Linked DNA regions of Mus musculus: regions 2, 3, 4, 5, 6 and 7 are each linked to region 1. The links are chromatin contacts, called in public Hi-C, HiChIP or PLAC-seq and promoter capture Hi-C maps. All regions are on one chromosome and are shown on one strand. Each heading gives the region's core, a stretch centred on a gene start, on an enhancer-like site or on the middle of the called end of the contact. The rest is flanking DNA. Distances are from core to core; before and after follow the strand shown.

The links. Hi-C and Micro-C count contacts between places; a contact is called where the count stands out from the background. HiChIP or PLAC-seq counts read pairs in DNA pulled down with a chosen protein or histone mark. Capture Hi-C pulls out chosen DNA fragments and counts their contacts.
Region 2: a contact with region 1 is called in an H3K27ac HiChIP or PLAC-seq map of extraembryonic endoderm stem cells, with 4 times the contacts expected there. The contact joins the promoter of Tmem158 here to the promoter of Abhd5 in region 1. A contact is called at or near these places in 4 of 39 promoter capture datasets (the C10 cell line, hippocampal neurons and liver) and 2 of 115 datasets of contacts at active chromatin or transcription factors (bone marrow-derived macrophages and extraembryonic endoderm stem cells).
Region 3: a contact with region 1 is called in a Hi-C map of natural killer cells, with 18 times the contacts expected there. The contact joins the promoter of Zdhhc3 here to the promoter of Abhd5 in region 1. A contact is called at or near these places in 3 of 39 promoter capture datasets (hippocampal neurons and liver), 1 of 484 Hi-C or Micro-C datasets (natural killer cells) and 2 of 115 datasets of contacts at active chromatin or transcription factors (bone marrow-derived macrophages and effector CD8 T cells).
Region 4: a contact with region 1 is called in a promoter capture Hi-C map of pancreatic islet. The contact joins the promoter of Tmem42 here to the promoter of Abhd5 in region 1. A contact is called at or near these places in 3 of 39 promoter capture datasets (cranial neural crest, hippocampal neurons and liver), 1 of 484 Hi-C or Micro-C datasets (neutrophils), 4 of 115 datasets of contacts at active chromatin or transcription factors (bone marrow-derived macrophages, effector CD8 T cells, extraembryonic endoderm stem cells and 1 more) and 1 of 9 other capture datasets (pancreatic islet).
Region 5: a promoter capture Hi-C map of liver shows a contact between it and region 1, with 2.5 times the contacts expected there. The contact joins the promoter of Sec22c here to the promoter of Abhd5 in region 1. A contact is called at or near these places in 6 of 39 promoter capture datasets (erythroid cells, hematopoietic stem and progenitor cells, liver and 2 more), 1 of 484 Hi-C or Micro-C datasets (muscle stem cells), 2 of 115 datasets of contacts at active chromatin or transcription factors (extraembryonic endoderm stem cells and pancreatic cancer cells) and 1 of 9 other capture datasets (liver).
Region 6: an H3K4me3 HiChIP or PLAC-seq map of stem cell-derived neural progenitor cells shows a contact between it and region 1, with 2.7 times the contacts expected there. The contact joins the promoter of Zfp105 here to the promoter of Abhd5 in region 1. A contact is called at or near these places in 1 of 39 promoter capture datasets (hippocampal neurons) and 2 of 115 datasets of contacts at active chromatin or transcription factors (bone marrow-derived macrophages and stem cell-derived neural progenitor cells).
Region 7: an H3K27ac HiChIP or PLAC-seq map of extraembryonic endoderm stem cells shows a contact between it and region 1, with 2.5 times the contacts expected there. The contact joins the promoter of Zkscan7 here to the promoter of Abhd5 in region 1. A contact is called at or near these places in 2 of 39 promoter capture datasets (cranial neural crest and hippocampal neurons) and 1 of 115 datasets of contacts at active chromatin or transcription factors (extraembryonic endoderm stem cells).

What each region holds. Positions count from the first base shown.
Region 1 is chr9:122,349,930-122,353,645 of GRCm38.p6, forward strand. It overlaps Abhd5 (abhydrolase domain containing 5), which reads left to right and starts at 1,687. Exons shown (of 7, transcript NM_026179.2): 1 at 1,687-1,910. The coding sequence starts at 1,858.
Region 2 is chr9:123,258,849-123,262,564 of GRCm38.p6, forward strand. It overlaps Tmem158 (transmembrane protein 158), which reads right to left and starts at 1,941. Exons shown (of 1, transcript NM_001002267.2): 1 at 209-1,941. The coding sequence starts at 1,697. The coding sequence ends at 837.
Region 3 is chr9:123,111,127-123,114,842 of GRCm38.p6, forward strand. Zdhhc3 (zinc finger, DHHC domain containing 3) reads right to left here and starts at 2,068. Exons shown (of 7, transcript NM_001372538.1): 1 at 1,870-2,068. Exosc7 (exosome component 7) reads left to right here and starts at 2,105. Exons shown (of 8, transcript NM_001081188.1): 1 at 2,105-2,196. The coding sequence starts at 2,140.
Region 4 is chr9:123,019,282-123,022,997 of GRCm38.p6, forward strand. It overlaps Tmem42 (transmembrane protein 42), which reads left to right and starts at 2,045. Exons shown (of 3, transcript NM_025339.4): 1 at 2,045-2,289; 2 at 2,885-3,031; 3 at 3,558-3,716. The coding sequence starts at 2,098. The coding sequence ends at 3,692.
Region 5 is chr9:121,703,450-121,707,165 of GRCm38.p6, forward strand. It overlaps Sec22c (SEC22 homolog C, vesicle trafficking protein), which reads right to left and starts at 1,580. Exons shown (of 7, transcript NM_001164562.1): 1 at 1,475-1,580.
Region 6 is chr9:122,921,045-122,924,760 of GRCm38.p6, forward strand. It overlaps Zfp105 (zinc finger protein 105), which reads left to right and starts at 2,034. Exons shown (of 4, transcript NM_009544.2): 1 at 2,034-2,174.
Region 7 is chr9:122,884,790-122,888,505 of GRCm38.p6, forward strand. It overlaps Zkscan7 (zinc finger with KRAB and SCAN domains 7), which reads left to right and starts at 2,029. Exons shown (of 6, transcript NM_001177505.2): 1 at 2,029-2,276; 2 at 3,635-3,716. It also overlaps a transcript of Zfp445 not described here.

The DNA.
Region 1 (3,716 bases), core at 437-2,936:
AGACGCCTTCCTCACAGTCTCCAGCACTGTGAGGGATAAAACTTGTTTGTTGTAAATGATTAGTCAAGGTGTTTCTCTACAGCAGCAAATGTGGTCTAAAATGGAGAGTGATGCATGGGGTCTTAAATACAGGGAAGAATATTAGTGTAGGCTTCAGGAAGGACTCTGGCCTTCCTGAGGAGCTGATGACTGGAGAGAGGTAATCCTAAAGTAACGAAGGGAATACAAACGATATTTACATTATCCATTTGCCTTCAAAAAAATCAAGAGGGTGGTGGGAGCCTCTGTTTCTGTTCAAACCCACATCCACACACCTGCTCTTGGTTAGATCTCTGGGAAAGGGGGAATGCCACATATTTTGGCCTTATTAGAATTATTTGAGACTCAGTTAGCTTACATCAGGCTCCTGAGTAGTTCCGGGCATCAGTACCACCCAGGTGTGGCTGAACTAAGAGAACCTATTACATATTCTCAGAATTTCATTTTTTGGAGTGTGGGGTAGAGGGCAGGATGGGAATTGAACCTAGGAACTAATGCATAGATGGCCCCTGCACAACACAGCTCCAGCTGTAGGCAGCTTGTCACAAGCACAAAGAGCTAGGCTAGTTCATACACTTTCTCCTGACCGGAGGAACCTGCCCCCAGCCAAGGGAAACATCCCTTATGCAACACCAGGATGCCTCTATTTGTTTAATCACAGTGAGTGCCATAGTTCTGAATTCTATTTTTAAAGCGCAGTCTTGGACTTACTTGCTAGCTGCTGACTTTCATTTGCCTGTACTGAGCTTTACTCTTTATCACTTTCACGCATTTGCTCACGTCCCTTAACCAGGAAAAAAATTATTAAAATAATCCCACTCGAGGGTGTGCCTCCTTGCCTGTATGTGCACCATATACATTAAGGTGCTCTGAGGCCAGAAGAGGGTGTTGCTCCCCTGGAACTGGAATTACAAGCAGTTGTGGGGCTCCACATGGATGCTGGAAACAAACCCATTCTCTTCTATAGGACAGTATGCACTCTTAACCACTGAGCCATCCCTCGAGCCCTCTCCCCTTTAAATTTATTTATTTTAAAGACAGGGTCTCACTGTGTAGCTCTGGCTGGCTAATCAGGCTAATCCAACTCACAGAAATGTGTTTGCCTCTGACTCCCAAGTGTTTTTGAAGGGTGTGGACCACCATATCGAGCTCATGAGAATATTTTTATGAGCCCTCAGCCCTCTATCATTTTAGAATGGATTCTAGGAAGTGCTCTCCCTCTCTCCCTCCCTCGCCCCTCTCTTCTGTGGTCTGTGGGGATGATGATGGTGGTGGTGGTGATGGTGGTGGTGTGTGTGTAATTCTAGTACCCACACATAAGCTCTCAGCCTTCCGGAGTCTAGAGTCTGGCAGGGTGGAGTGCAAGTTCCTAGAGGCCACCACCTGAAAGTAAGGGCTGGAGGGTCCAGCACCACAGGATGCGCACTTCTGCCACTCAGGCTATTTCTGGCTGGGGTCTCACTCCAGGCTACCTACGGCTTGCCTAGCGCCCCGTCCAGGGCAGTCCACACGGGCGGAATGACGCATTAATGGTCATTATTCCGACGGATGACTACCTAGGCTCCCGCGGCGTCGGGCTGACCTTCCTTACCAGTGCCCCCGCCTCCGCGCGACAGGCGGGCAGCGCATGCGTGTCTGCGAGGCCGGGCCGCTGGGACGCCGAGCCTGCGGTGGCGCGGCCGCGCCCTCGGATCGTCCCAGCGGGCGGACGACGCATGCGCGGGCGGTGCGGTCTTAAGGGCGGCCGCGGCCCGGGGCCGCCCAGTCGGCCTGTCAGCCGGCTTCGAGGTGTGTCCCTGCGCTTGCGCGGCGGCGGTGATGAAAGCGATGGCGGCGGAGGAGGAGGTGGACTCGGCAGACGCCGGTGGAGGGTGAGGATCACCCGGGAAGGGGGGGACGACGTGGGTCTCGTGCGCTCTGGCGACCCCGGGCGGCCAGCCGAGGGAAGGCGCGGGCGCCCGCTCTCTCGACCCGTCGGGGCAGACAGGCCCGGTCAGGGCCGCGGGGCTGCGGGGAGGGAAAGCGGCTGCTGTTGACGGCCGTCCCGGTGATCCCGAGCGCGGCGGAGCTCAGAACTCCGCGCCGGGAGCCGTGCGTCGCCAGGGTGGGAGAAGGCGTCGGACTCGGAGCCTCGCGGGACAGCCGATCGCCGCCGGTGCGCCTGGGGCGCTTGCGTCCCACCTCCCGCTGCCCCGTGCGTGCGCTCCCGTGACCCGGCGGTCTGGCTTCACTAGCCCTGGCAAACTTTGTGAAAGTTGAAGGGCAGATGCCTAACAGGAAGGAAGCCCTTAAGTTGTTGTTGTTGTTGTTTTGTTTTTTTTGGAAACCGGAGTCACTCTATGTAGCCCTTGCTGGCCTGGAAATCTGTAGACCAGGGTAGCTTTTCAACTCTGCAGAGACCCAATCCTTTTGCCTCAGCCGTCCAGTGCTGAGATCACATGTGTGAACCACCACACCCAACTTCTTCATAGACATAGTAAGTTATTCTTTTTTGTTTTTGATATGTCATGCCCTTGTGAGTAGAACAATGCTTGGTGGAAAAATTAAATTACTATGAAAGTTATTTCACTGATTCTCAAAAGGCTACTTGTTTTATATGGACGGGACTATACATCTCCTTTATAAATTATTTTGACAGTTGTACTTCAGCTATTTGGAGACATTTGTATGGGAAAGATAACCATAGGGTAAATAGATTATGGTAATGTGAAAGTAAGTATTTTGGAAAGATGTTAGGGGAGGAATATTTTTGAAATGCTAGAAACTACACTCTTCAAGTTTTGTTTAAGTGATAATTAACAAGTGGAGCCACTGTTTTGGTCTGTTGTTGAACTTCCTAGTTATATTGACATGAAATACAGAGTGTCATGTGGTACAACTAGGACCTGGTAGCTTGGGTTTCTATTAAATTTGTCAGGACATTTTTCTGGCTCTGAGAATTCTAACTTGTGGGCCCTTTTGGTCTTGATACTGTGAGGCTCAGGAATCCATAGCACAACGGTGAGAGTGACATGGCTCTGATGATGGCTGGAGGTCACTGAGGGCAAGACTGGTTACAGTCCCTAGTCAGAGGTAGACCTCTCTGGTATTTTTGGCAGGACCCGTGAGCAGTGCTGGATAACCATGCAAACAGAAAGAAGGCTAGGTTCTTGCTGGGTGCTCCCCCAGTGTGGTCATGATAATCCTAGAGTCTCCCCTGTGAGTAGATCTGACCACTCCCATTTTCATTTGGAACCGCCACTACCAAGAAGCAGAGCTAACTGGAACCTGCTCCTTTAGGTGTCTGCATTCAACTTTAAGGCGTTTTCCTCATATTTCTGCTACTTCTCAATGGGATTGGGACTCGTGGGATATTTGCCTGCCGTTTTGAGTTAAGTTCTTCAAGACATTTGGGTTTAGATGATGCCATAATTTGGGTCTGGTCTGAATGTCCTAAGAGACTTCACATGTTGGCATTTAATCCTCATTGAGAAGAACTGAGTAGAACTCCAGTGTGATGATAGTTCCTAGAGGCAAGGCTTTGGGATCAGTCAGTAGAACCAAGCCTTGGTGATTGAACCCTTGTGGTTTTCTGAGAAGAGGAGGAGAATTCAGTGTATGCACAGTGTTCTCAGCTCCCTGTGTCTTGCCTAACCCTGATATCCTATGCTACCCTGGGATTTTACCAGGAAAAGTCT
Region 2 (3,716 bases), core at 691-3,190, 910 kb after region 1:
CGCTGTGAACCTGTGCTCTGTAGAAAGGACGTACGTGTCTGGGGCCCAGTGAACTGATTAGCAATCCCCATCGGAACCATTCTGAAAGCGATTTCACCTGTCTCAGCCAGGAAGACAGATGGCGCCCCTCTTTTCAGGAATTTCTTCATGATTCATTTGCGTCTTGGATCCCTCTCCCAAAAGCAAATAAAGGAAACATACACATTTCTGGAGGAAAATGTCTGTATTAAAAGCCAGAAAACCACATTAATACAAGAAGAAACGCCCACCAGGCCATGTCACTGAATAGATCGACTTGGAAAAGATTCATAAAGTTCTTTTGTAAGCAATTACAATAAATCCGTGTCAAATCTTCCCTCGTCCCCCCCTTTAAAAAAACAAACAAGAAGCTTCAAATACAACTACATTCAGATACAAAGAGCTCCTGTTACCACAGCTTTAGCAGTTGAATCTTTTTGTTTTGTATTTTTTTTTACTAAAACTTTCATTTAAAACAGTTATTAAATATATAAAACAAATACACAGGATCTGGTCACTTTCTGCCATAAATAAAGGGCATGTGGGCGCAGGGAGGGGGTGCCGCAGGGGAAAGAGCCGGTTTCCCTTGTGTCCTCGAGCCACGCGTGGATCCCACCCTTCAGCCCGAGAGCTTGCCCCTGCTCTTCCGAACCAGAACCTCAGCACAAACCCCACTTTCCCACCTCATTTGTGCCTCTCTGCGGTCCCCTCCCGGGAAAAGGATGAACAATAAGGACAGCACGAAGCGCACCTGCCCCGTCTCCGGTGAGGAAGGCGCGTGCGAGCGCTTACACAGCGCGGACGCGGGGCGGAGGGGGTCACTTAGGAGCCACCCCCGAGGTGACAGCCGCGGCAGCAGCAGCAGCAGCTGCAGCAGCGGCGGCGGCAGCGGCGGTAGTCCCCGCGGGTACGGCTGCAGGAGCGGCCGCGGGGGCGCCGGCGGTGGTCCGGCGCTGCTCCATGCCGTTGGGCAGGAAGCCGGCAATGATGGGCACCGGCCAGATGAGGGCGGCCACGCTCCACACCACGATGACCAGGGTCATGAAGCAGGCCACCAGCGTAGACTCGATGGGCTTGCGGTTCAGCCGCCAGCCCGGCTCGCCCTGCAGCTCCTCCAGGCTGAAGTCCAGGCAGCAGAAGTGACGAGGCTCGCCCTGCAGCCACAGCGGCCCCGGCTCGGCCGCCGGGTAGGCAGGCAGCGCGGTGGGAGCCCCGGCGGGAGCCCGCAGGCGGCCGCGCACCCAGCCGCAGCCCACGCACAGGCGCAGGTCTTGCTGCGCGCCGCCCGCCGCCAGCCCCAGATGCTCGATGAGCAGTGGTGGCCCGACGCGGTGGAAGGCGGCGGCGAAGAAGGCGCGGCCGTGCGCGTTGGTAGAGAAGAGCAGCAGGTCGCACTGCAAGCCCCGCGGGCGGCCCCAGCGCACGAGCAGCGAGCTCAGCATCTGTCGTTGCACGCTGATGTTGCAGGGCGCCGCCGGAGCCTCCTCTGGGCCCGCGCGCTCTGGGGGCGCCGATGCCGCCGATGCCAGCAGACGCGGGGTGGAGTGTTCGTTGGTGAAGGACGCATTGGCCGAGGCGTTTGGGGGCGTCCCTGCAAGGCCGGGCGCATCCGTGGCCCCGCCGTGCGCCGGCGGCAGCTGGCAGGCGGCGGCCAGTAGCGCGGCGAGAAGGGGCAGCATGGCCTGTGGCGAGCGCCTACGCGCGCGGGGCAGGCGGCGGCTGCATGGCGCGCAGGCGACCGTCCGGTGAGGGAACCGCGGGGCCTGGAAGGCCGAGGCGGAACTCTGCCAGTGTATTGGGACGACACCGGCTCACGGGCCGCGATGGCCTCTTCAGACTCCGCTCGTCGAGGTTCCGCTGCCCCCAGAGCTGGGGCCCTTGGACGGCCAGGAGGCTCTGCTGGCTCGCGGCGAAACGAGAGAGGATTCCCCTGCTCGGCTCCGCCTTCCGCGCGCCCCGCCCCCGGCTCACCGGGTGCGGGGAATTGGGAGGGCGGGGCTCCACTCGCAGGGGCGGGAACTGAAGACCTGAGCGACAGGGCGGTGCGTGGAGGCGGAGCGAGGGGACCCCCGAGGGCGGGAAGCCCAGAGCGAGTCCCGGAGCCCAGACAGTCCCTCTGTCACGCCCCCAGGAGAGCTAATCAGTACCTCCTTTCTGCTTAGGAGAAACTAAGAAGGGAGAAAGTCTCCGGGCTACCTCAGGAGCCAGAGACAGGACTCTTGTACCTTTCTGCTGAGTTCAGAAATTCAGATCTGGAGTCTGGCTGGTTTTAATGTGTCTTCACCACAATAGATACATATGGGTTTTTTTGTTGTTGTTGTTGTTTTGTTTTTTGTTTTGTTTTTGTTTCGTTGTTTTGTTTTACAGGAAGAGAACTCATAAAAAAATCCTCAAAATTCTGAAGTTTTGGTGTTGGTTGGGGCAATGGGAATGCAAATCCCACAGGTCGGATGCTTGAGGACACCTGCAGTCTAGTGTGCACATAGACACAAAAAATTTGTATGTTAGAGTCCATGAATATCAGTCTTCCGGGATGTATATTGTGGAGAGGTGGAGTTGTCAAGAGTAATTTAATAGGATACAATTTATATTAAGAAGCCTACCTGAGTCCTGAGCTTGATGGTACAAGTCTGTAATCCCAAGTGAGAATCCAGAGTCCAAGTTCCTTGGAGAGGCCAGCCTGGGCTACCTGAAAACCTGTCTCAAATAAACAAAATCCAGTACTAAGGTGGTGAGGAGAATTATGAGTTTGAGGACAGCCTGGGCTACACAGAAAGATGCTTTCTGTAAAGAACAAAAAACGTTCTTGGGAAGAAGAGGCAGCTCAGTTGGAAGGGTGCTTTCCTAGTGTCCTAGCAAGCCCAGGGTTCAATCCCCATCACAAAAAGGAGCAAACTGCACTTCCCTTGTTTTCTGGCCTCACACTTGGAAACTAATGTCAACTGACCCCTAAAATGGCTTGAAACAGTTGTGCTCTGTAAATCTAAGAGTGACCCTCCCTCTAAGCCAGCTAAGCTTTCCCAAGGGCCTGTGAAGGACAGGATGACAGCCATTGCTGGGTACAAAGTGCTAAATATATTTCTCTAAATAGTTCTCTCTCTCTCTTTCATTCTTTCTCCTGCTCTTTCTTTTGAGTCAAGGTTTCACTTCGTAGCTTTAGCTGTCCTGGAACTTATTATGTAGACCAGACCGGCCTCAAACTCTCAGAGATCCACTTGCCCCTGCTTCTTGAGTTCTGGGACTAAAGCCATGTACCACTAAACCCATCTTCTAAGTTGTTTTCTAACAAATAGTAACATTGGAATGAGGGAGAGACACAGGTAGACAGAGAGAAAGTGGGGAGAGAGAGAAGGGAGAGAGAGAGCCTTATAAACAGAATTCCCCAAAGTACCAAGTCTTCTCTGTTGGTCTTGGTTCCCTGAGTGACAGCCGGGCGGCTGGCACCCACCCTGCATGGGACTGTGTTATGTTAATGGAGCTTGCAGTCCAGCATCTACCCCACCTTCTCAGTGCTGGCCAGTTGGTTATCTATTCCTGCAAATCCAGCCCAGTGTGACTGGATTCTTGGTCTCTGTAAAAAAGGTTGATGTCCCTGAGGCACAGGACACACATCTATCTATCTATCTATCTATCTATCTATCTATCTATCTATCTATCTACTTTTGTGTTCCCAGATGGGACAATGTGCAGTTTCATGT
Region 3 (3,716 bases), core at 818-3,317, 760 kb after region 1:
TTTGAATAGCTTCAATAAATAAGAACTATGAGTTATGAGGTTTAAGGACATCTAATGCATTCAATGAATATGATGAAAATGCTCTAGCATCACATAGGAAAAATAACTAGTGATGACAGCAGTGTTCCAGCAGAGAATATAAACTCCACTGTTTATGTTTCTTGAAGTCTTCTGAACCTAATACCAGATATTACTCATAAAATCAGTCACCAAATAGATAACACTGACCCTTCTTCAGAAAGAACCTGTTGTCTGCTGTCGGGGGTAGGATATGCCCGTGTGGTGCTGGGGAGGGAACCTAGGGCCTTTGCACATGCTACTGTTCTGCCACTAACACACTTTTAAAGATATGCCCAAAGACTTTTTCCCAGGAAAATGGCTCATAGTAGTTAAACTCAAGTCAAACTTTCTTCCAGTATCTTTTCTGACTTTTCAATCTTCACCCTACCCCACCCCCACCCCACTATATATTCAAATGGTCTCTCTTTCCAGTCATCTCTAGCACGAGATACCCTACTAGCAGGAGTCCCTTGCTATTTCACCAGTTCCTCACACAGAATCTAGTTGTTCAACCAGAGATGGTGTCTAGGTGCTATATCAAGTGTGGCATCTGTTCCTCCAAAAAAGGAAGAAAGCCGTCTGGCTCCACCTTTTCCAGTTACCCTAGAGGGCAAAGTCCAACCCTACAGGAAGCCGTCTCAGGAGCACCTGTAGTAAGTATTATGTATGGACGCAGGAAATTCATATCCAGTCTATCAAGAAGAGGCTATCATTTGAGGGCTCAGCAGCTAACAGTTCAGTACCTAGGAATATAGCCAGGCACTTCCTGTTACTGTTGAAATCTCAGCGTAGTCAGTAATCCACTATGACAACTCTAATCACCATGCTCTGTGGCTATGCTCACAAGAGCCTTCCCTTCTACCCTGGAGGACTCTGGTTAGTGTTCTGTTTACTTACTTAGTTAGCACAAGAGAAAAAAAGCCTTTTTTCGACGAGTGGGGGCAGTGTCTTTGAGACAGGATCTCACTATGTGGCTCAGGCTGTCCTTGAACTCACAGTGTAGAACAGGCTGACCTCGAATTCAGAGATCCGCCTAGCTCTGTCTCCCAAACGCTGGGATTAAAGGCAAAGGGTGGCCAGCACCTTTTATTTCTTGATGATTAAGCTGAAGGGTTACTTTTGTTTAAAATAGAACACCAGGTAAGTCTCTACCAAGTCTCCCCTCATTTTCTCAGAGAGACCCTTTAAAACTTAGTTCATATCCCCTCTCTTCCTTAAAGGGCCCCTCACTATGACCCCAGCTTCACCTTGCAGGCATCCTTTCTGGATAACCTAGGTCCCATATCCTCCCAGGGTCGGTTTTCTTTCATGAAGTTATCCATCTTCCCCGGAGATCCCTTCCATCCAGGCATCCCGAAGTGCAAGACACTCTCCCTACTCTCTTTGGGACAATACTCCAGCAACCGCACGGGGCAAGGGTAACTTGCAAAGCTCTGGGCCATTATCTGATGATGGGCAGTAGGGGAGGAAAGGATGAGGGAAGACAGGACAGAGATCGATCCCTGGAATGGAAGGAGGGGTGAGAAAATTGAGAAGCTGGCGCCCCATTCCTGGTGCAGACCCTTCCCGACCAGTGACCTAATGAGGGATCCATGGTCTCTTTCCTTCAGCCATCCTAGGGACCAACTAGGAGGGGGTTGAGGAGATGGTCCCTCATGGGCAGCACGACTTCCGCCTTCCTGAAGTGTCTCACGTGCGCGCGCTCGGCTACTTCGACTCCGGCCCGAGCGCTCGGGTTGCGCGCTTCCCATCCAGTCCCGGCTGGGGCCCCGCGCCTCCCTCCTTCTGGGGCTTCCCCACTGCACTGACCGTCAATCTGGAGGCAGCTAGCAGTCCCGCGCCGCCTGCTGCTGCCCCGGGGCCCAGCCGCCAGCGTCCGCGATGGCACGGGCACCCGGCGCCACGGCTTGCCGGACTCGGCCTCACACGGGGCGGTGCGAAGGAGAAGCCCATGGAGCTCCAGGCGGTGGCGGCAGCCGCGGCTGCGGGAGCGGCCACCGCGCGGGCTGATGACGCGCAGGCGCGGTGGGGAGAGGCGCGAGCTGATGACACGCCAGCGCGCGCGGTGAGCTGAGCAGCATGGCGTCGGTGGCGCTAAGCGAGGCCGAGAAGGTCTACATCGTTCATGGAGTGCAGGTAGCGGTGGCGGCCGCGAGTGCAGGCCATATTGCGCAGGGAGGAGGTGCGGGGCGGCCACGTGGTCAGGACGGACGCCCGAGGCTTAGTGCTGCAGCGAGTGTGCGTCCTGTATGCCTAGATGTCCACAGCTCTCGGGATGGAGGAGATTCCTAGCTCATCAGGGAGCGGCGGGCGGGCAGTTCCCGAGGCTGCAGTTTAATGAAGGAATGTCCTTGTGGCCTCTGCACGACCTGAGAGTGCAGTGCCCGAGATCCTGTAATCAGAATAGCGGCACGTGAATGGACTCTGGTGACTTTGCACACAGAGGCCGTGTATCCGAGGGGGAAAAGGACTTTAAAATTCTGACAGCAAACACCACACGCCACACACCCCCTAAAAACAGGAAAGAAGGAAATGCATCGGTAATAGAGTGCGTGCTTAGCATGCTCCAGACCTTGGTGGCTGGCACCTGTAATCCCAGCAGCTGGGAAGTGGAGACAAGAGAATCAGGAGTTTAAGGCCAGACTGAGCTATAAAGACCCAATCTTAAGAGAAATCACGCTGACATATACACACACATGTCTTACAAATAGAGAAAAATAGGGAGTGTTTTTCTTTCTGGCGGTGCTGGAGGTTGAACCTCTTGGCCTTGTGCATGCTAGGCAGGCATTCTATCATGGAACCGCATTCTCAACCCTTTTGTTTTTTTGCTTTTTTTTTTTGAGGAGGAGAGCTTTATATCCAAGGCTGGTGTGTAACTCCTATCAGTCCTGCCTTGGCAGAAGGCATGCCTTTTCACCACCCGCTGAGAAGAATTTTTCAAAGCAGACTGGTAGTCTATGGTGTAATTGTTGATTTACCTGTTTTACTTGTGGGGCGCTTAGATCTTTGGGTAGCTACAATGACTACCGCGATCTGGGCTCAGTCCTGCTTTTGAACGTTCAAGAGAAGTGAAGAATGTTTCCTGGCAACCATAATCTAGTATTCTACAAGCCTTGTCCCTACAGTTGATCTTGTGATGTAGTCATCATAGTAAGGTGACCTGTTACCATTTAAACTACATAATGCAAGTGAAAGCATGTTCTTTTCTAAATCATATGACATACTGTTATTTTCTACTTCATATAGAGTAAGGAATGCCAAAATTCAGTCATTAGGTTTCATATTAAACTTGAGTAATAAAAATCCAAACCCACAACTCATTAGCTTTTTAGTTCAAGATCAGGTTTAGTAATAGTGGGGTATATGCACAGTGGGTTGTATGGGAATGTTAAAGTAGTCAATCCTAGGGGTGGGGCTTCCCTTTTAGTTTTTAATTTTTTTTTTTTTGCCAGAAGTGTGACTCTGTCATTCCATATCCCTAGTCTTCATGGTGACATATTAAGTGCTGATGAGTTTTTAATTTTTTTTTTTTTTTGCCAGAAGTGTGACTCTGTCATTCCATATCCCTAGTCTTCATGGTGACACATTAAGTGCTGATGAGTTTTTAATTTTTTTTTGTTTTTTTTGCCAGAAGTGTGACTCTGTCATTCCATATC
Region 4 (3,716 bases), core at 795-3,294, 670 kb after region 1:
GATAACTCCAGCTGTGTCAAGTTGACACAAAACCAGCCAGTACAAGGGCCATAGTAACCAAAGCTATAGGAGAAGCAGGGTCTCATGTAATCCAGGTTTGCTTTTAAACTCCCTTAAGTTCCTGATCCCCCTGCCTCTGCCTCCAAAGTCCTAGGATTTTAGTTACACACCGTCACACCCAGGCCAATCAGGTTCTGACATGGATACACAAATAATACCCTAAATCAACCCCCTAACTTTCCTTGGTTTAAATCACTAATTTTGGAAGTCATATAGCTAGACAATACACTGTTGCCCACTTTTTCTCTACAGAGCATGCATAAGATGTGTGAATTAGTTGTCTTACTTACTTACCTTACTCTGCCAGAACATGAAGGTCATTTCTGTTAATTACCTTTATAATCCGTGGGATAAAGTCTTTGACAGATGCAGCTTAGATTTGTTTTAGCTTCTCCTATCAGTTGTTGCCACACACTATCTCCATTATTAAGTGGAATAGTACAGTGAGTACCCTTGAGTCTCAACTTCCTTATCTGCAAATTGGAGTGGTTTATACCACATAGGACTAATTGGGATAATCTATTCTTTTTATTTAAAATTTAATTTTATGTATTAATGTGTATCTGTGTTCAGGTGTATATATATGTACATGAGGATAGGTGCCTTTGGAGGCCAGAAAATAGTGGAACCCCTGGAGGTATGAGGTTGGGAGGCACTTGTGGGAAGGTTGCAAGCTGCCTAACTGCTAAGCAATCTCTCCAAACCCCAGTAATCCATCCTTTTATTTCATCCACAAAACCACCCGCATGAGAAGCAAGGTAGCATGTAAGAATGTCCATGAAAAAGCTCTTTAACAGGGAATAAAGTGTTTCTTCCAAGCCCCATACATTAAATATTATTTGTATTTTATATATCAACAAAACAAGTTTTGCTGTGTAGCCCTGGCTATGTAGAGCTATTTAGAGCAGGCTGTTCTCGGACTCACAGAGATCCACTTGCCTCTGCTTCCTCATGTGTACCAACCACCACACTTAGCTCACGTTATACACTTCTACAGCTCTCCTTTAAGGAAATGTATCCCTAACATATATCCATACACACTGCCATTGACTGAATTCAGGATTTTTCATGTATTATGGAAGCACTGAGCTATAACCCCAACTCTCCTTTATTACAAAAACAAAAACTTTTTGAGAGTCTCAAAAAGTCCTTGGCTTGCTTAGTACCTCTCTGTTGGTCAGGCTGGCCTCAAACTCAGTAATTCTACCTCAGCTTCAGAAGTGCTAGGATTACGGGTGTGTGCCACCATGCCTGGCTGCCAGCCCTCTCAAGTGAGACAATGTCTCCCTAAGTTGCTCAGGATGACCATTAACTGCCTCAGCATCCTAAGCATCTGGAATTACCGACAGTAGATGACATTTTACGGTTTGTTTGGGTTTTTTTTTTTTTTGGTTGTTTTTTCAATTTTTTTGTCGTTCTCAATTACTTTACACGAACTTAGAAGTGACTGTGCTTCTGATGGTCCAGGCAGAACAAACGTTTTCCCAAACAACGTTCTGTCTCAAGCGGCCGGTCTCCAGATCCATCATCTCCTGCGTCCACGAGGGAGCAGAGGTGCTTTGAAGGTGCAGCTTGGCTTCAGGATTAGCATGTTAGGTGCGCATCCATGTAAAGTGGCAGACCTCCCCGTCTTCTCAGAAGCAGGTTCCCCTTGACTGCAGGGCTCTTTCAGAAACAAGGTTACTTCCGCCGCAGGTTCTCCTCGGAGATAAACTCCCCTCCTCCCCAAGTTCACGTCAGCAGATTCCTCTCTCACAGTAGGTACCTCTCGGTAGCACGCTTCCTTCAGTGGCGCACGGTCCTCGCTACCGGATTCCCATCCCCCAGGTTCGCCGGAGCCGCAGGCTCTCCTTAGTCGCGGGTTTGCACACGCTGCAGGGTATGGGCTCCAGATTCCTTTCATTTGTAGGCTCGGCTCGGCTCGGCTCCGGACTCCACTGCAGCAGATTCGCCTCACTCGCCTGGCTCCGCCCTAGCCGGGCTCACGGCGGGTGGCGGCGTGCGTGGCAGTCGGCCGTGGCGGGCGCAGCGGGCCTCATGGCGGCCGGTCCGCAGTCCTCGGGTGCCGCCGTGTCTGCGGCCGCTTACCCTGACTCACCCGTGGAGTTACCCGCTCGCCTACAGAAAGGCGCGATGCGGCGCCGCTTCTGGGGCGTGTTCAACTGTCTGTGCGCCGGGGCGTTCGGGGCTCTGGCCGCCGCCGCCGCCAAGCTGGCCTTCGGGAGCCAGGTGCAGCCCGGGGCGCCACGCGGGGGCGGGGCGGGGGGAGGGCGGGGCGGGGGGAGGGCGGGGCGGGGGGAGGGCGGGGCGGGGGAGGGCGGGGCGGGGCGGGGAGGAGGGCGGCTTAACCTGGGTTCCCGCCTGCGCCCATGTTGGACCACCTGGTTTTAGGCACTGCCTCCTGGGGGAGGACCTCGAAGCCCACCTCTCAGTTTAAGTCCCCTTGCCATAGCTTTTTTAGCACGTGACACCTAAGGTGAGATAACCGGTTGCCCATCTCTTCCTGTCCTTGGCAAGAGTTCGGACTGAGCGCCTGCGGAGCTTCTGCATCAGAGAATTCGATCCTGACCTGAACAGGGGACTGCTTGATATAGATTTCTGGCGACTTACAGTCCTTTTGTAAAGTCATATCTTTCCAGAAGGCTACTCAGCTACAAGAAATTTGAGGTCTTCGTGGAAGATAACCCTGCCCCCTGTCTGCAGGCAAATTCCTCTGCCTATCAGTCAGGGTCCGCATATGCTTTGTATGAGACGTGTAAACATCTCCCAGTCTTTCAAGGTTATGCCCATGGTGGTTGTAGCTCAGTGACACTTTCTCCTGCAGGTCAATATTGGCTTATGTGTCTTAGGCATCGTTGCCATGGCAAGCGCCAATTCTCTGATGTGGACCTTCTTTAGCCGGGGCCTCAGTTTCTCTATGTCTTCAGCCATTGCATCTGTCACAGTGACTTTCTCGAACATACTTTGCTCGGTGAGTAGCCTGGTGACCTTGTTCTTAGGGTTCTTGGTGAGTTAGTTGTCCTTGGGAAACCCCTGATTTTCCAGGCTCTAGAAAGGACAGGGAGTAAAACAAAAGTTGGGCTGTCTCCAGGCAAGGAACAGTTAAACATGGAAAACTTAGGAGTGAAACCTATGTCACTCTGGGATAACACCAGCTATCTCAATCAAGAACTCTAACATTAGCTATGGGGTCTAGGGGGTCTGGTCAAGGGAACCCAGTCTTGAATTGGAAGACAGCTTAACTTGGGTTTATGATTACTGGGTACTAGCTATGTCCGTACTGGCCCTACCTGCTAGCCTGCTGAGCCTCAGTGCTCAGCTGGGGTGGTAACCTCTTACGTCCACAGAGGAGACAGAAATACGTGGATTGATCATGAAGGTGGTTGCTGGATGCAAAGCACCAGACTTTGGCCTCTAGCCCCTCAGGAAGAAATCAGCCAAGGAATGGTGGAGCCTACCAGGGTAGGCCAGGTCCCTTACAGCTGTCTCTTCCACAGGCCATCTTAGGCTACCTGCTGTATGGAGAGTGCCAGGAGATCTTATGGTGGGGAGGGGTGTTCCTCATCCTCTGTGGGCTCACCCTGATCCACAGGAAGTTTCCACCCACCTGGAAGGAGAGCAAGGAGCAGTGAGGCCAGTCGGTGGATAGACCAGAC
Region 5 (3,716 bases), core at 330-2,829, 650 kb before region 1:
CCTCCGAGTTCTCAGCTATTGTCTCTCTAAAGACGCCCTCTCCACCGCAGAACTGCCAACACCTAACCAGAGGCAGTGTGGGTCTCAAACCTGTAATCCCAGCACCAGAGAACTTGGGCTATAGTGAGACTATGTTTAAAAACAAAAACAATCTCTAATCAGAGACTTGCTGGTAGAGGAAGGGTCCCTACAAGTGCCCCTTGAAATGCAGAGTGTGGTGGCTTAAGCTCATAATATCAGCACTTGGGGGGTGGGGTGGAGGCAGGAAGGTCAGGAGTTCAAAGTCACCCCCAGGCGAGTGGCATGTTAAAGGGCAGTTTAGGCTGCAGGACAGCCTGCCTAAAACAGAACCAAGTGGTGAGTAAACTGCTGGAGTTAAAGCTCAGAGGCACACACCGTTAATCCCAGGATTTAGAAGAGGCAGGCAGACCCAGGCCAGCATGGCCTACACAGTAAGTTTCATACCAGCCAGGACTACAGAGTGAGACCCTCTCTAAAATAAAATAAAACCACCTCTCCTTACCTAGTGTATTATACTCTAAAGTCAGTTGTCTTGTCTGGCTATGCACTGCCTCTATCTCTGCCACCTGAGTGCTGGGATTAAAGATGTGCACCATCACCCCAGCCTTGATCTGAAATTCTTTATGAGACCTCAAGATGTCCTCTCTGTTGTCCACTAAACATTTACGAGGCATCTCTAGGGACCTGTCTACAACTGTCTTCCTGAGAAAGCTGCGGTGCGAATGAATCCTGTATATCAGTGTCAGGCTATGCAAAGCTGTCCCCGTTCTCATTTCCCTGACAAGTTCTTTACCTGAATAAACTCTCTGTGTAGACTTTTACAGACACGTTGCTCTAGCATTGGCTCTGCACTGAGGGTTGCTTTAGTTTCTCTGATCTTGTCACCCGCTACACCAACCGAGCTGGGCATGGAGGCCATACACCTGTGATCCCAGAACTTGCGGGGCGGGGAGTGGAGGCAGGAGGATCCCAAGCTCAAGGCCAAACTCGAGTTACATGGGGCTCCGTTTCACAAGACCGCAAACTGTAACGGCACCTTTCATCAGAGGTAACTCAGTTCCTTCCCTGGATTTGGCTTTTTGCAAGCTTGACCCCCGCTCTGCTCTGCAGGTTCTTTGTCCCGGCTTATCCAAGTCCAGGAAAGTTGGTGTAGGGGTGACCAGGCCTTGAAGAAGCCAAGTTCTGCTAGACCAGCAGACTAAGGAAAGTTTGCTCTCAAAAGAAGCAAGTGACAGGACTAGAGTTCAGTCTACATAAAGGGAACCACCGCCCCGCCCTCCCGAGACACGCCCCGGCCCCGCCCCGGGCAGCAGGCACAGCGGGCAGCGCATCCCAGCCGGTACGCACCGTGCAGGGGGCCGGGCCTCGGCGGAGTCCCACCGGCCCGGGCTGCAGCCCGGTGGCCTAGACCCCGACCCCACCTCTCCACGCCCGCCTGGCCCGCTAACCTCACCTCGCCCCCGCGGCCGACCTCCGCCTCGGCCACCGCAGCCCACCCCGGCGGCCGGCGGGGTGCAGGTTACCCGCGGCCCGGCTGTAGGAGGCAGGATGTGGTGCTCATGCGCACACCGTGAGCTCCCATTCGCTGCTGCTAAGCGACGCCAAACAGACCAATCGTGGGGCGTCTCTGCTGTCCAGTTGTTCAGACCCGGGAATTGAGTGAATCTACCAGGGCTGGCCCGGGTTTGCTCCCCTCAGCCCGCGTCTCTTCCGCAGGTCCCCAGGCCCACGTGCGAGTCTCACCTCGAGCGGTGAGAAGAGGCTCCGACGTCCCCACGATGCCTGGCCTGGAGCGGACAGGGCTGTTCTCCAGAGGCGTCTAGGCCCCGTGTGACTGGAGTGACACTCCCTGGGCGTGGGTTCTTGCAGGCTACGCAGCTGGGCAAGAGGCCCGAGATAGAGGATCCGAAGAGCACAGCCTTCTGCCAGCCTGGAGGAGGTGCCAAAGTCCGATCCCTGAGCCACACACACCTCGCTATGAGGCTGGAGGGAGATTGGGTAGCACAGTTAGGCCCTTACTGTTTTGACAAGTGCTGAGCACCGCTGTTTGCCGCGCACTGCGTACACAGGAAGTGTGAACACAGAAACCAAATCAAGAGAAGGGGGTAGGGCACCAGGCAGGAATTCTGGTGTTTAAACACGAGTTATGCTTCACAGAAGCATGGGTTCCAAAGAGAATTTACAGGAACAGTTGTCTTGGAGTTGGGGCTCAGGAAAAGCTTCTCCAAGTCTCAGGCCATTGGGCAAGGGAGAGTTTGTGTGTTTCAGAGACATTTGCTTGTGCACAGAACTCTGTGGGGCTGAGGATGTATCTCTGTTGATAGAATAACTGAACTACAAAACCCCGGGTCAGGCCTGTCACCCTCTTCATACATCAGAACTCCAGGCTTTCCTTGGAACGTCCCGGCTCTGGTTCTCAGGACCTCAGCTTCTCACTAATGTTACATCATCAGCTTCACGGATACTTCATTTTTATCCCTTGAGACAGGGTCTTGTGTATCCCAAGCTGACCTTGAATTCACTGTGTAGCAGGCTGACTCTGAAGGCTATCCTACAAACTCCATTTGCTGGGCGCTGGGATTACCGATGTGTGTGTGCTTCCACAGCAAGGTTGTGTGGCTCTGGAGCTCAACCCCAGGGCTTCCTGCCTTCTAGACAAGAGCACTACCCACTGGGCCACATCCCCAGTCCCAGCTCCCCTGATTCTGAGGCCAAGTGCAAGTCAGTGAACCCCAGAACTGGCTCCCCTGGTTCTCAGCCTCTGTCACCACATGAGCATGTTCCCCTCATAAACCACCATATAGTCAGAGAGAGCCTATCCATTCCATCTCTGCGGAGAAGCCTACAGTGGGTGCCAACCTAGCAGCTGGATAGACACGGTACATGGAGAGACCTGAGCTGAGTGAAGACTTCTAAACGACACTTCTCTGGTGGGTGGAAATGGAAGCAGGGCTTATGTAACCACAGACAAATTACAAAACGAACACAGGAAGACTTGTGACAGCCTAAGATAGCCTTTGGGCATTATTGTGTTCTGGTATTCAAGTCATGCCATGGTTCCCTCCCACACCAAGTCAGGGCTTGTCTGTAACAAGTCCCAACAAGGCTAGTTCATAACATTCACAAAGGAGAAAAACATGAAGGAGACCAACACCCTGTCCACTGTGTGCTCTGTCTACATAGAGGATATTTGGTATTAGACCTAGAAAACTCTAGATTTAGCAGTTGTGATGGTTTGTATATGCTCGACCCAGGAAGTGGCACTATTAGAAGGTGTGGCCCTGTGGGTGTGGGCTTTAAGATCCTCATCCTAGCTGCCTGGAAGCCAGTATTCTGCTAACAGCCTTCAGACGAAAATGTAAAACTCTCACCTCCTCCTGCACCATGCCTGCCTGGATGCTGCCATGTTCCGGCCTTGATGATAATGGACTGAACCTCTGAACCGGTAAGCCAACCTCAATTAAATGTTGTCCTTTATAAGACTTGCCTTTGCCATGGTGTCTGTTCACAGCAGTAAACCCCTAACTAAGACAGGAGTGTAGTGCCTCACACCTGTTATCAGTATTCACACCAGTATTCACACCAGTGTTCAGGAGGCTGGTAGAGGAGCCTTGCCATGGATCTGCGGCTACCCTGGGCGAAATAGTGAATCCTAGGCAAGCTTGAACAGAGACCCTATTTTAAAACAACAACAA
Region 6 (3,716 bases), core at 784-3,283, 570 kb after region 1:
TGTGAGAAACGCAGCAAATCTTTTGCCTCCAAGAGAAATGTAATTGGCCAGCATAGAATTCACACAGGGGAGAAATCCTATGGGTGTAATGATTGTAATAAAGTTTTTAGGCAAAAAATAAAACATCACTGTACAACAGAAAGTTCACACAGATGAAAATTACCATGAGTGTGTGGGGTTCACAAAGGAATTCTTATGGACTTCAAGACTTCATCAATAACAAAAGTTCATACTGTGGGAGAATTATTTGGGCTGCAAATATGAGTCCATTGAGTCCCAAACAGAGATTCGGGAAATCTAGGTAGGGCTAGGCATATGCATTAGTATAAGAGTGCTTACCAGCATACACGAGATCCTGGGTGTGATGGTCTGAATATGCCCGGCACTATTAGAAGGTGTGGCCCTGTTGGAATAGGTGTGTCACTGAGGGTGTGGGTTATAAGACCCTCATCCTAGCTGCCTGGAATCCAGTATTCTGTTAGCAGCCTTCAGAAGATGTAGAACTCTCAGCTCCTCCTGTACCATGCCTGCATGGATGCTGCCATGTCCCTGCCTTAATGATAATGGACTGAACCTCTGAACCTGTAAGTCAGCCCCAATTAAATGTTGTCCTTATAAGAGTTGCCTTGGTCATGATATCTGTTCACAGCAGAAATGTCCTAACTAAGACACTGGATTTGAACCCAGAACAGTAAAAAAGAAAAATACAGTCATATGTGAAACAGCACACAATCACAGTGAAGTAACTGTTGAATATGACCCCCTAGGTCTTAATAGGGAAAACTCATGACCGCTCTGACAGACAAGTTGAAGAAACTTCACCTAGGTTTCTAAAGTCTAGAAAAACAATCTCAATTCTAATTAAAAGATAGTTTGTACCAAATCATTTATTGTGACTCTGGAAAGAGGCTCTGGAGCACTTTAAGACTGAAGAAACTGAGTTTGTCTCATAAAGGGTAATGGTGAGGTTGTAAATGATAGCAAAATAAGTTTTTTAATTTAAAAACTGGTCATTGTTTCTAAACATGTACATCATACATTTTCTTAACATGGTGTAGGTGCTACAGAAAACCTATATAATAGTGTAATCCAGAGTTGTGATCCAGTTCTGCTGCCTGAGAACAACCTGTGAAGAGCACTGGATTTAGGCTCAGAAGACATGGGTTTGGAGTCTGGATCTCCCCTATACTATGTGATGTCATTTATGGCCTCAAACTCTTAGTGCCCCAGCCCCAGCCTCTTGAGAGCTGGGATCACAGATGTGAGCCACCAGTCCTTGGCATGATACTGTGTAATCATTTAAGATTTACCCAATGAGGAACCCGAGTAAAGGGCGCTGCCTTCCTCTGGGTTTATCATTTCAAACACACAAAACCAAAGAGCGGTAACTGGAGTATTGTGAAACTCATTTGGGGGGCATCTCTGCCTGAAATGTTTGTGAGTTTTGTTATTGTTAGGTTTGATTTTTGTTTTGAGGACCCGGTCTCTCTATGTAGCCCTGGCTAAGCTGGAACTCACTATGTAGATCAGGCCAACCTCCAGTGCACAGAGATCCACAAGATTATGGTATGGCTCTGTGTGCTGGTGTGCACCACCACTTCTAACGGTTTTGAAATCTTTTGAGACAGTTAAGTACATCTGAATATGAATAGTTGTTAATTTTTCTTATTGGCAATGATGGTGGTGTACTTGGAATAAAGAGTTTTACTGTTTATAATTTCCAAAATTGACCTTAATTATATATGAGAATTAAGGCAAATATTGTCGAGATGAAGGATAGGGGTATCCTCTGTACCATCCATCAACCTTTCTGTACCATTTGATATTTTGAAGATAAAAATGCTGAGGGAATTTTCTAAGATCGTCAGCTCTGGTAGGTAGGGGCTCGGCTTGGGAGAGTGCCGCTGCCTGGCGGGCTAAAGCCCTGCCCGCCCTGGGCACCGAGGTGTACGACCCCCGTCGATTCCTAGAGAGGCCGGCCTGCCTGGGGAGCCGGAAGCCCGGCGCAAGGCACTTCCTGTCCGGTCATTGTTCTCAGCCCCGTTGCTGCCGAGAGACTCTGGAGTCTCATCCGCGAAGCGGCACCGGCCCGGTTGGGCCTTCGTGGCGAGCCGGTCGCAGCGGGCGGCGAGGGGCGCGGGACTGTTCTCCACCGACCATCGCGGGGCCGGGAGGTAGCTCGGGGTGTCCGGGCCGGGCGGCGAGCCTGCTGGTCGGGATGGAGGAGGGCGGCCTGTGCAGATGTCTCGGGCCTGCTGGGGCCAGGGGCCCGACAGTCTGGCCAGGAGACTCAGGCACGTGGTGAGACGAGTCTCAGAGGCTCTCCTGCCAGAATAACCCGCCAGAATTACTCTTTGAGGCCGTGGTGAAAAGCGTGGCATTACTTAGGAATTTAAGTTTGCACAGTGAAGATGATGTTGGAAAATGAATATGAGTACCCTGAAGCAGCAGCAGAATAAGGCAATTTAGTAAACATTAGCACCGGTTTCTAGTAAAAGAACCAAAGAGGGATAGAAGCACAAACCTCAAACTCCTTATATACAGCTAAAATAGATTGTTTGGCTTTATTTAAAATAAAACAAAACCCCTGTCGGCTTATCTGAAATAAAGAAGTCCCGTTAATTAGTAGTCGTGTGCCTGGCTTTAGATGCTGTTTTAGAAAGCCGTTTGGCAATAAATATAAACCCTTAAGCTAGTGATCACGCAGTTCCTTCTAAAGGAGTAATGCAGCTGGTCAAAGGAATTCTTCGTACAGGAAACTATTACTAAAATAAGCAATAAAGCCCACGTTTGCTAAAGAAAAGATTGTAAATTTAAAATCTTTTTGAATTGTGTGTCAGAATTGTGTGTGTGTGTGTGTGTGTTCTGTAGCTAGCGTATATTGAAAGACAAGACTTGTAAAACACTCATTGAGTCAAGAACTGGTTGTGGCTCAGTGGTAGAGCATTTGTCTAGTATACATTAGGCCTTTGTATGGATTCCCAGCACGGTAGAAACAAGCAAAACCACCAGTCCAGAAGGGTGAACCCTGTGCAAGTGCAGCCTGAAGGTGCACACACTGGGGACTGGGTAGGGTATCACCCAATTTGTGTATGTATATGTTTATGCGAAAGTATGTATAGGTCAGTTTTATGTGTTTATTGACAATTATAGAGTATTTGTGCAACAATTAAAAATAAGGATAAACAAGGTCAACATGAGTAATTTTGTTTTACAACCAAAATTTAGTCTTATCAAATATTTGGAAGATGTGGGAACTACAAAAATGAAACAGACAAAAAGAACCTCAAAAGTACTTGTAGTTATACTCTCTGAAATAATCATTCTTTTCTCCTTGGTAGTGAATCTCTCTAAGATCCCCTTTTTAAAAATCCGTCTAGCTGGGCAGTAGTAGTACACCTCAGCACTTGGGAGGCAGAGGCAGGCAGATCTCTTGAGTTCAAGGCCAGCCTGGTCTATAGAGTGAGTTCCAGGAAAACCAAGGCTATACAAAGAACCTCTGTCTCAAGGAAACAAGAAAACAAAACAAAATCAGTTCCCATAGTAAAAAAAAAACTGTAAGTAAAATAATAATTATCACTGGATTGGAACTTTTCCTTACTCTTTTTCTATATAATAGTTTTTACAGTTAAAATGTTAATTCATTCTTTCCTTCCTTCCTTCCTTCCTTCCTTCCTTCCTTCCTTCCTTTTTCTTTCTGAGTCTCAGTATGCAGC
Region 7 (3,716 bases), core at 779-3,278, 540 kb after region 1:
GTGTTTTTCCTTTCAGCAAACCTATGACAGCAAGAACCAGGAACTCATGTCTGCAGACGGTGCCAACCACGCATGCTAAAGCTCTATTTCTATTCCTGTCTATCCTAACCCCATGTCTGTAACCCTAAACCCCTTTCTCTGCCTTCCCTATTGACAAAAGGGTCATAAAGGAGAAGCAGGCTGCCTCACAGATCAGGATTTTTTATGGCGGCCGCTGTTATTGATCCTATAAAATTGAACTCAGCTCTCACAGAAATGATTTCTAAGCTGTGTTTTTTTTTTTTTAAATTAAGTCTGCTTGAACCCTTACAATGTATATTAAATAAATACAAATTGATGGTTTTACATAAAGAAGAAAGAAAGAAATAGCCTATTTCAAAACCTGAATAACTGTCTCATTGTTATAGATGACCCCTGGGATGAAATATGGAGAATGGGAATCATGGGGAAGCTATATCCCACCAGTTGCGCTGCATGCCCCTCTGCTCATATCTCTCGATACCTGGAGCAGTCCACATGAACCCATAAAACCATTCTTGAACAGGAAATACAACTGAGAAGAAATGCCCAATCCTGGCTACAACATGTTCAATGCGCTTCTGATCTATTATTGCTCCTCACATCCCATCTAAAATGCCTCTCTATGTTTTTTCTGTGCATCCCTTTTGGATCCCCTCTTAGTAATGACTCCTGTTCATGCTACCTCGCATGGTTCCTCCTCAGACCCAGGTTTCTCCTTTAATAAACCCTCATAGGAGGTCCCCCTCTTTGAGGGGCCCCTACCTCAGCATTCCTGTTATAATTATTCCCCAGATACAGATGACCACCACTCCCAGGGTTGTACTACGAAATAGAAGGATGCTGGACCTCCTGACAGCAGAACAGGGTAGAGGGGGAAGCTCGTGTCATCCTGGAGTAAGAATGTTGTTTCTCTGTAAATGAATTGAAATTGGTTGAACAAAATATTAAGACCCTTTGTATTAGATCATTATATCATGTGATATATATATATATATTTTACTAACCTGTGAATCAAAAAAGCAAGCAGTAAGCATCACACCTTACACACAAAGAATCAGGGCCACAGATTGTGCTATTTGAGCCCATAAATGTGTATTTTATAAATCCAAAGCACAGGAATAAAAGTATTTACAAAACTATAATAGTTAAAGAAATTTCAATAAAGAAAGTCATAACAAATTTGAATTCTCAGAGAATTGTCCTCTGAGAGGGACCTACCCTTTTATAGTAAATAAAGTTCTCCATCTTGTTAGATAGCAAACTTTATAACACAATTAATCCTTCCTGAGACTGGCACTTTGAGGTGAGATGACCTCAGAGATAAATTTAGGGTAAAAGAGCCAAGGAAAGAACACCCTGACCCAGACTTGACCCCTAGACCCCAAGAAACAGTTCCACCAATCCCTGAGTTTGCCCCAAACTCTGACTAGAATCCCACAAATCCCAGACTGCCCCAGAAGTCCCATCCCTCACTGAAACCTATATAAGGCCTGCCTTCTCCTCAGTTCCCCCTGCTCCTTGCCTGAGCAGAGGCAGCCACTCTTCTGGGTTTTCCCTTCCGATAAATCTATGTGAGATTTGTTGTGTGGTGTGACTTTGTGGTATTCCTTGACTCCCGATTGCCAGGGTACCTTTCCCAGGAAAGCTGTAACACTTACATCGGGGGAACCTTTGCCTGCTCAAGCAGAACTGTACAGTTGCGGGAACCTTCCCCTTAATGGAACCGAGCTGTAACACAATTAGGAATTGGGCTCTAATTGTATAGGGCATCATCAGGGACAGGCTGGTCTGTCAAAGTCTGATTGTTGGAAAGTATGGCTTTGCTTTTTTTGACCTTTTTATGTCAAGAGTGAGGTCTCTGGAATCTGAATGACTCTAAGTTCAGCATGACACCCTCTTGTGCCCCAGATGTTCCCTGGGTAAAAAAAAATCTTAGCGTTCAAGATTATTGCTCACCTTGGCAACCAAGACTTCCGGAATCCAGGAGGTACCGGAAGTGATGCTCTCATGCTTCCCGTCCCGCCGTCGTTGCCATTTCCTAGTGTCCTGGAGGTGTGTGGGGCCGTTGAGCCGTCACGCATGACGGTGGCGACGCGGTGGAAAGTGCGGCCCGCACTCGGGCCGCGACGCGGGCGGTGCCGGGGTGCTTACCCGAGGCGGAGCCGCGTCGTCCTCGTGTTGTGGTCGCTCGGCTTGGGGTCGGCTCGAGTTGTTGGCTCCCGTGCGTCAGCGCTGCACGGGGCAGACGCGGCCAGGTGAGCGGCTACCGAGGCAGGACCGTGACTCTGGAGTGAGCCCCACGCGAGCTCGCAGATTAGACGTGCAGCGAGACCTGCCGCTTAGCACTCGGCACAGTAAGGACCGCAGGAAAGTGTCCTGTGCTCTTGTGTACTCTCGGAGAGTTCACAGATTACTCCATCTGTCTTAAAAACAAAACAAAACAAAACAAAACAAAACAGGCTCAGAGGAAAATGTCTAACCCTGGGGTCTCCAGTGCCTGATATCTGATATCTCAAACCACGGCACACATCCTAGTTGCCCCAGAGGATCTGGTTTTCAAATGGCATGCATAAACGGAAAGGAAAATGGCTTTTCCCAAATTTTGTCCACTAAACTAACCACATTCGTGTAACATATCTCTCTCCCTGTGTAACACATATGCACGCGTGCAGGACTGGGAAGCAGTCCTGCCTTTTGAATCTTCGCAGGAAACAGAGCCCTGAGTAAACTGCAAACAATTGCATTAAGAGAAGTGATCCAACAGAGTTATGGGTGGAGAGTAGTCCGTGGGATTACTGAAGCTATAAACAGTGGTATGCCCGGAGAGACCAGAAAGTTAAAGTTAAGTTCCAAGTTAAGTAGAAAAGACTTCCAAAAGTTTTAATACTAGTTCCTCCCTTTGGGTGACCCTCCAGTAGTTTAGAGGCCATGACTGGTGAGTTCCTCATAAACAGTTGAAGTACACTGTTATAGTATGAGGTACAGCAAGGGAAATGAGCCATTGTTTTATATCTGGGGAAAGCAGGAAAATATCCTTCAAGAGAGGTGTTATTTATTCGGAGTCTTGACACTTGATTAAGAGTTTGTCAGAAATGACGGGAAAAAACAGGGAAGGTGCAGACAGGTAAAGTGTGGTCCCCACCCCCTTATTTGTAAAGTGTTAGCCCCAAACTTTAGTACATCTTTACCAGCTGAGTTTTGAGCCTCCACTCCCAGCACAAGTTTATGAAAAAATTAAAGATAAATCCTATTTGAATTTCAGTGCTTACTACAGGACATATTAAATAGTTAAATCATTTAGTATTTTCTTTAACATCCAGTTTCCTTGTATACCCTGCTTTGGAGGCCATTGATGTCCTTTTAATTTGGGTACTTGGGGGAAATGGTTGGAGGTGTATGTGAAAGACTGTGAAAGCTAAGCCTAGACATTCAGTTAGCTTTTATCCTGCAGGTGACTGGAGCCACTAATAGTTTGAAAAGGGAAGTCACTTGGAGTCATTTCTGTGTTTGTACTCTTCTCTTCCCCGGAGGCTTTGCTTCTAGCTGCAGAACCTGTTACCAGCTAAGAGCTAGGTGCTCCAGGACTCTGATCATTCTCTTTGTGTTTCTGTAGGTGACACTTTCCTCACTTCCTTTCTTGACTCTGAAAAAACAGCCCCCGCAGTTTGAAGCAGAGACTCATTTTCAGTGTGCCT